Regions from separate parts of the Mus musculus genome. Here all the other regions are linked to region 3. The links are chromatin contacts, called in public Hi-C and promoter capture Hi-C maps. All regions are on one chromosome and are shown on one strand. The core of a region is the stretch at or near the end of the contact, and the rest is flanking DNA. Distances in the headings are between cores, read along the strand shown. Region 1 has its middle 7.8 kb from the start of Gm33940. Region 2 holds the start of Msrb2 (methionine sulfoxide reductase B2). Region 3 holds the start of Skida1 (SKI/DACH domain containing 1).

Region 1 (4,337 bases), core at 1,372-3,871, 1.4 Mb after region 3:
ATATGAATCATACATGGACACATGGATGCACAAAAGCAATAAGGGCACATAGGTAATGGCTTAAATAAGTTTGACACGGAGCTGTGTAGCAGAAACTAGCTTGTACCAGTTATCAATAGAATTAATAAAGAAGGTACTACTACACAATGTGTGTGTGTGTGTGTGTGTGTGTGTGTGTGTGTAAATTAAATACTGCTCCTTTATTCCTCTCTGATGTTCTACTCCCCTTCCCTTTTCCCCATAAGCAACCAGCACAGAATGGTGTGTGCCTTTTTATTATTTTCATAAACAGTAATCACTGTGCACATTGGTGTGGAAGTTCCCACACCCACTCTGCACTTTGCAGATCTCTGTATGCTACTGACATATGTGTTGTTGCGCTGGGGAGATGTTCAGCCATTAAGAGCTGTCTTAGTCAGGGTTTCTATTCCTGCACAAACATCATGACCAAGAAGCAGTTTGGGGAGGAAAGGGTTTATTCGGCTTACACTTCCATACTGCTGTTTATCACCAAAGAAGTCAGGACTGGAACTCAAGCAGGTCAGGAAGCAGGAGCTGATGCAGAGGCCATGGAGGGATGTTCTTTACTGGCTTGCTTCCCTTGGCTTGCTCAGCCTGCTCTCTTATAGAACCCAAGACTACCAGCCCAGAGATGGCACCACCCACAAGGGGCCGAAATTTCCCCCTTGATCACTAATTGAGAAAATGCCTTACAGTTGGATCTCATGGAGGCATTTCTTCAACTGAAGCTCCTTTCTCTGTGATAACTCCAGCTGTGTCAAGTTGACACAAAACTAGCCAGTACAAGAGCACTGGCTGTTCTTCCAGAGGACCTGAGTTCAATCTCCAGCACCCACATGGTGGCTCTCAACCATCTATAACTCTACTTCAGGGCTCTCCTGGCCTCTGGGGGCACTGCACACATGTGATGCACAGGCATGCATACAGCAAAATGTAGTAAGCCAATGTTTTGAAGGTGTGTGTGGCATTGACAGATTTGTCTGACTGGCTGTGTGTTGTCTTTTCAGTCAGTGTGTCACATTTTATTTATTCCTCCATTGTCAAAATTTAGGTTGTCTCTATTGTTTTATCGTTACAGTAACTGTGGCACAGAGACTCCTTTTTTGAGTTTCTGTGTGTGCGTCTTTCTGATCCTGGGGAATAAATCCAGGGCCCCCTGCATACTAAGAGTATGCTCTGCCAACAAGGCATCGTTTCTTCATCAGGGTTGCTTAAGATCAAGTGTATTTATTGTACTGAGTTTGGGCACACCCATTTCATTTCCTCTGTACACTCCCTCCAACAGCAGATACAGCCCAACCGAGCACGCTGCTATCAGGGTTGGAATTATCAGAATACACTCTTGTTGATCAGCCTCAAAGGCTAGACATGCTGTTTCACTCTTCTGTCTCATTATCTGTCTCCATAGCGAGGGAAGAGTGTGGGCATGTTCACTGTTTGAAAAGGCTTTCCATAATCACTGAATCTTGGATGCCTTCCACATGATCATTGTACCTCCAGCCCTCTAGGCACACCAAACACTCTGGACTGCTGTACGGTCCATGTCTGGCTAACCAATGTTTCTCTGTTGGACACACCCACTTTGCTTCCAAGGGTCTGCCATTATGAACTGCATGTGACACTATCCCAGTACAGGGTAAGAAGATAGATTTTAGCGGCAAGCCCTGGCTTTCTCTTAGAGCCCTGCTTCCCTCTCTGCTGTGCAACCTCAGACAAGTCTCTCAGAGAAAAACATGACTCTTATTACCACTCCAGGGTCTCATAGTTCTGTAGTGTGGCTGAAAATCGAACCTCTGAAGCCTGCTACCGTGTGAATCCTGCTTCCTCCACGAAATAGTTGTGTGGTATCAGGAAGTTTGTAAAAATGCCCCGTGCCTTGGCTTCCTTGTGTGTAAAATCAGGGATGATTAGAAAACCAAGACAGGGCTGGTGAGATGGCTCAGTGGGTAAGAGCACCCGACTGCTCTTCCGAAGGTCCGGAGTTCAGATCCCAGCAACCACATGGTGGCTCACAGCCATCCGTAAGGAGATCTGACTCTCTCTTCTGGAGTGTCTGAAGGCAGCTACAGTGTACTTGCATATAATGAATAAATAAATCTTGAAAAGAAAAAAGAAAAAAAGAAAAAAAAGAAAACCAAGCATACTTTAGTTCGTTGTTGACTGTACAATTCTCACACAGTGAACAGTATTCTCACACAGTGCCTAATATAGAAGAATAAATAGGATTGGTTATATGCAAGTGGCATGCTATTCAAGTGTACTTGAAATAAAATTGAATTTAGGTACCAAACAGGAACTTTATAATTAATTCCAACTGGTCCAGATGAAGAAGCAAAGCAAAACAGTGGGGTTTGGCCTGTGGTTCCCACAGCTGTTTTCTGTCAGTTTAAGGAGTAGAAATGAACCAAAGACAGCTGGGTCAGAATGACCAGTATGTGAGCCAGAAGGACCAAATAGGCAAGAATGCATACCCGGAAGTTCCATCCATCCCTCAGGCCTCCCCTCACACTCCCACTGTGTTCCTGGCGGTGCCTGACAGCATCCTTCAGCCCACAGATACTAAGCCAGATTTGCTTAGAGTACAAGGTGGAGGCTACTCCCAGGTGCTCAGACCCTGCAGGCAAGCCTGGGCGACTGCACTGAGGTGTACCATGTTATACTTTTACTCCAGGTAGAAAACTGCATTCTGCTACCAGGACAGTCTGTATTCACTTCCCTCTGGAGGAGTGACCTGTGGCTATTGCCACTAATAAATCAACAGCTCTAATTGTTTGTCAACGACTTCTTGGGGGAGAGTAGAGGGCTGACACTACTCAGACTTGCACGCTACTCAAAAGCAGGCAACCTTTCCTGACACAGACATGCCTGTACCTGCTCCTGGATATGCCCTCTCATCTAGATAGAGCAAGTCTGGGCATACCTAACCTCTAAGCCTTGGCCAGGTAGCAGTCAGAGGGCTCTCCCTCTCTTTCTCTCCCTCTGTCTCCATCTGTCTCCCTTTGTCTCCATCTCTCTCCCTCTTCCCCACCTCCACCTCTCTCTCAGGGCCCATCATGAACACAGGGAACTTTCTCCTACACCGAATAGACTCACTAATCTATTTTGAACTAAATCCACAAGGTCTTTTCCAAAACATGATGAAGCAGTTTTGAGGGACAAATCACTTTTGTTTCCAGAAAAAACATCCATGTTTAGTGTGTTGTATGCCAACTTGACACAAGCTAGAGTCCTCTAAAAGGAGAGACCCTCAAATGAGAAAATGCCTCTAAAGATCAGGTGGCACACTTATAGAGCATTTTCTTAATTAGTGGTTGATGGGGGAGGGCCCAGCCCACTGTGGGTGGTGCCATCCCTAGGCTACTGGTCTTGGGTTGCATAAGAAAGCAGACTGAACAAGCCATGGTGAACAAGACAGTAAGAAGGCAACACTCCATGGCCTCTGCATCAGCTCCTGCCTTCATGTTTCTGCTCTGTTTGAGTATCTGTCCTGTCTTCCTTCAATGATGAACAATGATATGGAGGTGTAAGCCAAATAAACCCTTTCCTTCCCAACTTGCTTTTGGCCATAGTGTTTTGTCACAGCAATAGTAACCCTAACTAAGGCATTTAAGAATAGTGGTCAGTGATTGAGATCAAAAGAGTGTCTCCCAACTCCACACAGCTACAATAGGAGAGACTTCTTAAAAGCTATTGTCACCAGACACATAAACCTGCCAGCACCATCCTTTAATCCATAATAGTATTAAGTATTAGAGCCATAATTTCATACACTAAAAATCCCTCAGGCTGCAGATAGTTCAGCAGATAAAGTATCTGAACTGACCCAGAGGTACAAGGTAGAAAGACAGAACTGGCTCTCTTGTGATACCCAACTCACTCTTTCTCTCTATCTCTTTCCCGTCTCTGTGGGTGTCTCCCTATCTCTCAATCTTTCTCTTGCTTACAAACATACATACTCCTATCTCATATAACAACAACAACAACAACAATAATTTTAAGTCTCCTTTCTGACATTTTTGGTTATATATATATATATTTTAATTTTTCACCTCCTTTTTGAAATCCATTTCCCAATTCAAAGTCAATCACTAAAAAATATATTAAAAGAGCAAAATGCTTAATGCGTCTAATTTCTTAGTAATTTTAAAACAGCATTAATGTAAATAAGACTTGTATCTGTAGTGCTGGAATGGTTGCTCAGTGGTTAGAGTATTCACTACTCTTCCAGAGAGCTGGAGTTTGGTTCCCAGCATCTACTTCCCGAAGCTCACAACTTCCTGTGACTCCAGGTCCAGGATAGATAATGCCTTCTCCAG
Region 2 (4,356 bases), core at 1,020-3,519, 1.3 Mb after region 3:
AAGGCAAAAACAGCTGGTGCAGAGTCTCTGACTGGTTTTCCTAGCAGTCTTCCAGTGGTGTTTGCTTTTGTCGTTTTCCAGAGAGACGTCATGTGATCACCAAGAGCAAGAGAGTGAGCACACTGTGACTCTCCAAAAAACTGAGAGATCTCTATAAGTAAACCAGGAACTGAAAGACCTCTTTTAAATAGACCAGGAAGAGTGTGGTTGGTCGGGCATTTCAGAGACTAAACCATGGAGTATATAAAATCAAGAGTAAACTGTTAAGTGGGTTTTATCAGGTTAAAGCCTTATGGCCAGGAATTCGAAGATTGGCCCATGATATCTCTCTCTCTCTCTCTCTCTCTCTATTTATTATTATATGTAAGTACACCACCCGGCTCAAGAATATTTCTTTGCGTTTTTGTGTTCTTTTAAAAAACCTATTTATATTATGTATATGAGAACATTGTAGCTGTCTTCAGACACACCACAAGAGGGTGTCAGATCTCATTACAGATGGTCGTGAAGCACCATGTGGTTGCTGGGATTTGAACTCAGGACCTTTGGAAGAGCATTCAGTACTCTTGACTGATGAGCCATCTCTCCATCCCATCCCATGATCTTTCTTGATAGGTGGGCATGGGAGTGGGGGCAGAAAGCCCTGTGCCAGGATGAGATGAAAGTTCTCAAAGCAGTGGATAGAGGAAACAGGGAGAGGGAAGGATCCAGGAAGGCTTCCCTCTGTTTTCTGGGAGTGTGAAGATCTGCAGAGATCTGCAAATACTAGCTGACTCCACCTCCAGGGATGCAGATGTTACAGTACTCTGTATACTCACTGACATGTTGATTAATCGGAAAGAACAGAAAGTCCAGAAACAGATCCCTGTATTGATAAAAACAAACAAACGAACCAACCAACCAACCAACCAACCTGGGGTTTCTCCCCAGTGGGTGTGTGCGACCCTGAGGCCGTGAATGCTAGCCATTGCTCTACTACAGAGCTGCATTCTCAGCCATACACTGATTTTGACAAGAACTCAAATGCAGGCAGTAGAGAACAAAAAAAAAAAAATTACCTTATTTTAAAAAATGAATAAATAAATAAAAATTAACTCAGATAGATAATAGACCTAAATGTAAAACTTAAAACTATAAAATTAGCAGAAGAAAACACATAAAATATTTTGTAATATTGGACTAGCTCCATTTGTTAAATATGTTACCCCTAAGCCGCCACAAACTATAAAAAACAAAAACAAACCATCAAACCGATAAAATGAAGTTTAACAAAATGTAAAACTTCCCATCCCAAGACACAATTAGGAAACAGAAAAACACAGCCCACAGTCTCGGGAAGGGAAATTTGTGAGGAAACGATTTGATAATGGCTTTGTGCCCAGAGAATATATGGAAGAACCTTGAAAAAAATCCACAACAAGTAAATCTAATAATAAATGGGCAAAACCATGTATGATTTAGCAATGGCTAATTGTCAGTTACTGAAAGATAACACAAGAGAAGCCTATTACTGTAAGAAGTTTAAGTCTAACTTTGTAGTGATGCATGTCTATAAACTCAGTCCCGAGGCAGGAAGATTCCAAGTTTGAGGACGCTTGGACAACATAGAGAGATTAGATCTCAAAAACCGAAGCAAAACAAACGAACGAACAAAAAACCCAACCAACCAACCAACAACAAAAAAACAGGCCTGAGTAATCAAGTGTAGGAAGGGGATGATGACAGGAGCTTTCATACATTGCTAGTGAAGCAGCCGTTGCCCTTGAGACCTGGCTATTCCTCTTCCAGGTATCCAAAAAAAAGGCATGTACAGGAACGCTCCTGGCAGCTTTGTTTTTGATGTGCAAAAATTAGAACAGCCTAAACTAATGAGTAACAGTTTAGTATAATGGAATATTATTCAGAACAACAACAACAACAAAAAAAAGATTTGTGCATAATGTAACGCAAAAAACCAAGCAGCAATGTCCAGATAATTATGTTGAGTAAGGGAAGCCAGAAATAACCAACTGCAATTAGTATGACTTCTGGAAAACCTAAACAAACTGAAACACAGCAAGTTTTAGACTAGTCATGATTCCAATCGGAGTAAGGTACTGCGGGAGGAGGAGGCAGTGGAGTCCCGGGATATTCCACACACTCCGCGAAGATCAAGGTCAAGAGGAGCAAGAGGATAAGTTAAGTGGTGGGGGTAGGGTGGAGCACCAGAAGAAAAGGAGAGCCTGGAGGAGGGGAAGAGACCTGGGCAGAGGGGAGGGATCCGGCGGAGGGTGGGGGTTGGGTAGGCTTGGGAGGAAACCCGTTGGTGGCAGCGTCATGGCGCGACTGCTGCGAGCGCTGCGGGGTCTGCCTTTGCTGCAGGCGCCTGGACGGCTGGCTCGGGGTTGCGCGGGATCGGGAAGCAAGGACACAGGTAGGTCCTCAATCGCTGCCGTCTCTCGTGGCTTTCGGTTTCACAGTCCTGGCTGACCCTGGGCGGCCTCCTGTGAGGTCCTGAGAGACTGGTCCCAGCGGCCCGCTGCCTGAGTTGCGGAGCAGAGCAACGCGTTTGGTAAACTTGGTGTGCTGGGGGAGCACTGATGCCGGAGAGGATCGAATCTTCTCCTATGCTTGCATACAGTTCGTTTATATGTTACATTTTGGTGTACAAAGTCGTGTTAGGAGCCATGGTGTTGTCAGGGACCCAGTGGCGGTCAACAGCCGTACCTTGTGCGCCCTCTCCTGGGCGGGAGTTAATCCTTGCCCTCCCCCCCCCCCCCCCCACTTCCTTCGGGAGGACTGCTAGTTGCCTCCTGTCCTGTGAGACTGGCCCACTGCACCATCACGGGTGCTGCTGCAACACTATCTTGGTTTTGTGTGACTCTAGGTTTTGAGATGTGTGGGTGAATTATTCTCGTGTTCCAACAGGTTGTTAGTGGCTAAGAGACAGGATGGGGTGGAATGGTAAGTGCTTTTTGCCCTCATTTGTGAATCCGGACACTTTTGCATCTTCCCTGGGAGGAGTAGGAGTCTTTGAGGAGTCCCAGGTGTAATTCTCTGTAATTTCGTGGCCCTGTGGTTTAGCACTGGGCAGCTGCTCTCCTGACCTCCTTTCCAACCCAGTTTTATATCTTATGCTGCTTAGGAAAAGTCTTGGAAAGATCAGGAATTCAAGGCCCATACCTAAACATGATAAAAGCAATCTACAGCAAACCAGTAGTCAACATCAAAGTAAATGGTGAGAAACTGGAAGCATTCCCACTAAAATCAGGGACTAGACAAGGCTGCCCACTTTCTCCCTACCTATTCAACATTGTACTTGAAGTCCTAGCCACAGCAATTAGACAACAAAAGGAGATAAGGGGGATACAAATTGGAAAGGAAGAAGTCAAAATATCACTTTTTTGCAGATGATATGATAGTATATATAAGTGACCCTAAAAATTCCACCAGAGAACTCCTAAACCTGATAAACAGCTTCAATGAAGTAGCTGGATATAAAATTAACTCAAACAAGTCAATGGCCTTTCTCTACACAAAGGATAAACAGGCTGAGAAAGAAATTAGGGAAACAACACCCTTCACAATAGTCACAAATCATATAAAATACCTTGGCGTGACTCTAACTAAGGAAGTGAAAGATCTGTATAAAAAGAACTTCAAGTCTCTGAAGAAAGAAATTAAAGAAGATCTCAGAAGATGGAAAGATCTCCCATGCTCATGGATCGGCAGGGTCAATATAGTAAAAATGGCTATCTTGCCAAAAGCAATCTACAGATTCAATGCAATCCCCATCAAAATTCCAACTCAATTCTTCAACGAATTAGAAAGGGCAATCTGCAAATTCATCTGGAATAACAAAAAACCTATGGTAGCAAAAACTCTTCACATGGCAGCTTATAACTCACTCTAGTTCCAGGGGATCCATGGCACCAGGCATGCACATGGTGCACAGGTATATACGTGATGCAGGTAAAATACCCATACAAGTAAAGTAAGTCTTACAAGGAGAATAAGAACAGAAGCAGGGGATGGTTCTGTGGTTAAGATCTCGATTGTCAGTGGGCATGAGTTCGGATCCTAGCTCCCCCACAGAACTTTACTGGCATGTGTGAGCATGAGCATCCATAACAAATGCTAAGCAGTGGGCATAAACGGCATGTGTTTCTCACCATGTGAGAGGCTGATAGATCAAATATCAAGCAGATAGCTTTGGTTCCAATGGAGACCCACCATCTGGGTCCCCTGTCCTGTGTGTGTTCACATGGGCTTTCTGCAGTGCAAGTGCAGTGGAGACAGAAGCTCACAGTTCCTCTCCACTGTCTCTCCTGACCCTGCCTCTGGTATGAAGATAAAGCCTAGAAGCTGGCATACACA
Region 3 (4,289 bases), core at 1,043-3,542:
TCCTCCTTCTTCTCAGTCATATTGTAAAACTCACCCTCGGCATCATTGCACTCCCACTTTAGCTTATTTGTAATAAGCTCAGGTTCATATTCTTCATTAGCACTACTGTCTTCTACTTTGATTTTAATATTGTGCAGAAATGGCAATGTCTTGTCACCTGTACCAGTGCAGAGACTCTCAGCTTTAGTTGCTGCTGCTGCTGCTGCTGCTGCTGTTGCTGTATCCACTCTGGGATCACTTTGAAGAGAGGGTAAATCCGTAGCAAATTCAGGACAATGAGGGATTTTGGAATCTTTTCCTGAATTTGCTGTTGTTCCACACGAATCATTATTTAAGAACCTAGCAGCTATTGTGCTGTTTTCTGCACAGTGTGTAGTAGGAGTTGCTTGTAGGCATTTCCTAGCCTCTCGGAGTATTCTTTGTTGTGGAAATACATTGTTTGTCTTTGGGCTAGGTGAAGAGGCCCCCTCTGCATGGCAGTTAATTGTCAGGTCAGTTCTCTTTACAGTACTGGATATTTCAGAGTGTGGGAATGTAATCTCAGATACCCTATCGTTTCTTATCTCTGGGAAACAACTCCCCAAGCTGGCCGGGCAGTACACCGGAGTCCCTTTGGGAGCCCAGCTCTGCAGACTCCACTCCTCTGGTGACTCGGCTTTGACACTACTCTTGAGGTCGGGAAGTCGGCCGGCATCCTCGAAAGCAGCGGGTTTGGTTGCAGCGGCGGCGGAGGCCAGATGGTACAAGAAGTTGGCCTGCGCCTGCACGCTGGGAGGCTTGCAGAAGCTGGTGCGCCTGAAACGGATGCTCTGCACTGACACTTGGCTGGACCCGGAGCTGGAGTCTGACTCGGTGGAAGAATCCTCCTCCTCCGAGCTGATTTCACTGGAATCCGAGGCCCCGCTGCCCCCCTCTTCCTCCTCCTCCTCTTCCTCCTCCTCCTCTCCTTCCTCCTCCTCTTCCTCTGAGGACACCGAGTTGCTGGAGCTGGACAAACTGGAGCCAAAATCCGAGTCATTGGCTGCATGGTCGGAGTAGGAGCTGGACTCGGAGTCGCTGCTACAACTCTCGGGAAAGCTTCCTAGATGGGGTTGCGGCCGGTGGTGATGAGAGGGGTGGTGACTCGGCGTTGGCTGCTGGGCTCGGTGGTGATGGTGATGATGATGGTGGTGATGGTGATGGTGGTGGTGGGGAGGCGGGCAGAAGCTGTTGACCAGATGAAACCTCTCCAAGCAAGTGGCCCCGGCCGCCGCCGCCGCAGCAGCAGCCGCCGCTGCTGCCGCCGCCGCCGCCTTGGCTTTGTAGGATCTGGGCAGCAGCAGCAGGCGCCGGGCTCCGGCGTGAGGCGGGAGCAGGCAGTTCTTGGCGCCCCCGCGCTTGCGCTTGCAGCGGTAAGTCAGGCTCACTGGGCCTCCCGCGCCGGTCGCCGCCTTGGGCTGAGGCCCGGCAGTCTGGTAGTAGGCGGCGGCGGCGGCGGCAGCAGCAGCGGCGGCGGCGGCGGCGGCGGCTGCAGCCGGGTGCTTGCTGCACAGCAGGCTCCGAAAATAAGCGGGGTCCGAGTGGAAGGCGACGTAGTTTCCCTGGAGCTGGGCAGTTTCATAGTTTAAAGAGGATTTGCAAGGCGAGCGAACGATCTCCGGGTAGTGGGAGCCCGGGTATTTGCTAAAAATCTGAGGTAGATGGGCGGCGGGGCGCGCGGCGGCGGCGCCCGGACGCTGGGACTGCGCGCTGATTGGCAGGGGCCGCGCGGCTCCGCTCAGGCCCCGCCAAAGTTGGTGCTTGTCCTTCCAAAAAGCCGGGCGGGGGCTGGCGGCGGCGGCGCGCTCTGGCGGCGGCGCCTTTGTGGCCAGGGCCCGACCGACTCTCCTTCGCTTGGTCTTGAGCACACGCTCGGTTTTGCAGGATGTGTAGAGCGCTTCTACGTCTTCCCGGGAGATGAGCGTGCATTTGGCCGCGTGGAAGGCGATACTGTTGATTGCTTTGAGTTTCCGCAACTCCTCCAGATCGCAGTGGTGCTTTTTCACTTTCAGATGATCCATGCGCTTGTGCACGGTCGTCCTCGGGATGTTTTTCAGCAGATCTGTGAAGACTTGGGAGAGAGCAAACATTTGCTTCCCTTTAATGATGAGGTAGCCGAGCCTCACGCCATCCACCTCTTCGAAACCTGACTTCAGGTCTCCCATCTCGGGCACTAAATGATCCCCACCATTTGCAGTAAATATATACGTGACGCATACATACACATGTATGTATGTTAATCCTCCGCCAGATGCTGCGTGTGTCTCAAGGCATCCTGCTAATAAAATAACAAAGACTGTTATTCCCGGCGAAGGGAGTGCCAAACTCTAGGCGAATTACTGGGGGGTTGGGGGGGGGGAAGAAAAACCCCAAGAAATTACACTGACTTGATTCTCGCTTTTTTTTTTTTTTTTTTTTTTTTTGGTTTTCGTTTTTTTAAAAAAGAGGGAAAAGACCATCCGGTTTCAGCTCTGCCAGTGTGTTGGTCTGAGTCCTCGATGCGGATCAGTACCTGGGCCCCGCTACTCCTTCCTTCTCCATTGGAGCACTATGATAATGGAATGTGAAGGGAGAAAGAGAAAAGAAATGCAGCTGCTATTCCCGCCGCTGCTTTAGCTACAAATAAAATGACAGAGTGAAGTGAGCTCGTCCGGAGACACCTTCATCAATTAATTCCCCTAAAGCCAACGCTGATTGGACACTCCTGACAGGTGATGCAATAAAAATTGATATTCCACCCCTTCCCCCCAAAATCTCCTACTAATTAGCATACCCTTATACTGCCACCTCCCCTCCCAAAGTAAATAATACAGCCGGTATATAAATCTTTCCATTAAACTATCGGAGCTCAGAAACAGCCTGACTCACAGACTTCATCAGAAGCAGTGTATGTACGAGAGAGAGAGAGAGAGAGAGAGAGAGAGAGAGAGAGAGAGAGAGAGAGAGAGAGAGAGAGAACCGTATATTCCCCTTTAAAGAAATACTGCCTATTTTTGCTTTATTTGCATTTTACCGATACAGCTATTATCGTTTCAAAGGAAAGCATTTAAAAAACATTATCAAGCTCAAATAGATATACCCCACCCTTCTTTTCTTTGGAAAATGAAGCTTAAGGGAAAACGTGCAGAATAGCCTGGTATTTCCCTTCTGGGAGTGGAGGAGACTGGCTGGGAGCTCTAAAGTTAAACCCTGAGGTGACCCAGCCCAGTACAGACTTACGTTGGCAATTTCTCTCGAGTCCCCCCACCCCCCATGCCTTTTACAACCAGAAACAAAGTTATTTGACCAAGAAAGCAGTTCGAGGCTCCACCTCAGGAACATGTAACAATTCAATTGGATTTCGCTTCTTTGCTGAGGAGTGGGGCAGGGGGAAGGTAGTTTCTCGTCAGGCCCATAACAAAGCACAGATAAGCCAGAGATGAGTACACTTTTCACCATTAACTAGCCTGGAGTAGAGGTGAGGTCATTCTAGAGTGCCCAGCACCGGCCTGAGCTGGAAGCTTGTCCACAGGTCCGAATTCCAGGGAGCAGATACTTCCTTCTGCAGCAAAGGGAAGGAAAGGGACGGCTCCCCAAGGTGATCCCAGAAGTTTTACATAAAAACAATGAAAAGAAAGTGCTGCTCTATGGCGCAGCGGACCATTTCAGTGGTTGGTGATGGTTTGACTGGAGGGTTAGAGGACTCTTCCACGGCTCCCATGTTTCCCCTGTGAAAGCCAGACATTTGTCTTAAGAAAAATCACTTTGGATGAAGATCAGTCTGCTTTAACCTCTTCTTAGTCACTAGCATGGTTTGCTGTCGTTTTCAAGGATATCCAAAATATTGCCAAGTGAGAGGAAGGGTCTTTCCACTTGCATTTGTAGGATCTCAGATGGGTGGTTGGCTGCTTTGCAAAATTCAGCAAAATCTTCTGCATTTGTAACTCCAGCATAAATGCAGCCCAGGCACCTACATGTTTCCTCCTTCTCCCAAAATAGACACATCTGTGAGGTTAAAGAGTGAACGGATATTTCTGAACCTGTAAGAAAAAAAAAGCACAATAATTTCTTTCTTCATATTCAAAAGTTCCAGTTTCCCCTGCTGTGATCTGGCCAGCAGGAGCAGGTATGACTAAAAAAAAGAAAAGGAAAAGAAAAAAAGAAAAAAAGTCTTAAGAAAAACAAACAAATAAACAAACAGAAATCAGACATACAAAAAGGTAGTTAGCTTGACAAGATGAAGTCTCTCGGCCATGGCTCCCCACCCCCACCCTCATCTTCCTTGTAATTTT

The links. Promoter capture Hi-C pulls out the DNA fragments that hold promoters and counts their contacts. A called contact is a pair of places that touch in the nucleus more often than the background predicts.
Region 1: a contact with region 3 is called in a Hi-C map of uterus. The contact joins the enhancer-like site here to the promoter of Skida1 in region 3. A contact is called at or near these places in 1 of 484 Hi-C or Micro-C datasets (uterus) and 1 of 115 datasets of contacts at active chromatin or transcription factors (embryonic stem cells).
Region 2: a contact with region 3 is called in a promoter capture Hi-C map of hippocampal neurons, with 7 times the contacts expected there. The contact joins the promoter of Msrb2 here to the promoter of Skida1 in region 3. A contact is called at or near these places in 7 of 39 promoter capture datasets (the C10 cell line, the HPC-7 cell line, embryonic stem cells and 4 more), 7 of 484 Hi-C or Micro-C datasets (bone marrow-derived macrophages, embryonic stem cells and uterus), 9 of 115 datasets of contacts at active chromatin or transcription factors (the NIH/3T3 cell line, craniofacial prominence, differentiating embryonic stem cells and 6 more) and 2 of 9 other capture datasets (embryonic stem cells and liver).

What each region holds. Positions count from the first base shown.
Region 1 is chr2:19,404,225-19,408,561 of GRCm38.p6, forward strand. No RefSeq gene overlaps it. Among named protein-coding and RNA genes, the nearest start is that of Gm33940, 7.8 kb to the right of the region's middle. Within about 2 kb of position 2,622, at least 13 of the 459 cell types and tissues checked have an H3K27ac peak or open chromatin away from gene starts, as enhancers often do. A contact at or near this core is called in uterus, where this site is marked.
Region 2 is chr2:19,369,367-19,373,722 of GRCm38.p6, forward strand. It overlaps Msrb2 (methionine sulfoxide reductase B2), which reads left to right and starts at 2,270. Exons shown (of 5, transcript NM_029619.2): 1 at 2,270-2,413. The coding sequence starts at 2,317.
Region 3 is chr2:18,046,157-18,050,445 of GRCm38.p6, forward strand. Skida1 (SKI/DACH domain containing 1) reads right to left here and starts at 2,293. Exons shown (of 1, transcript NM_028317.3): 1 at 1-2,293. The coding sequence starts at 2,183.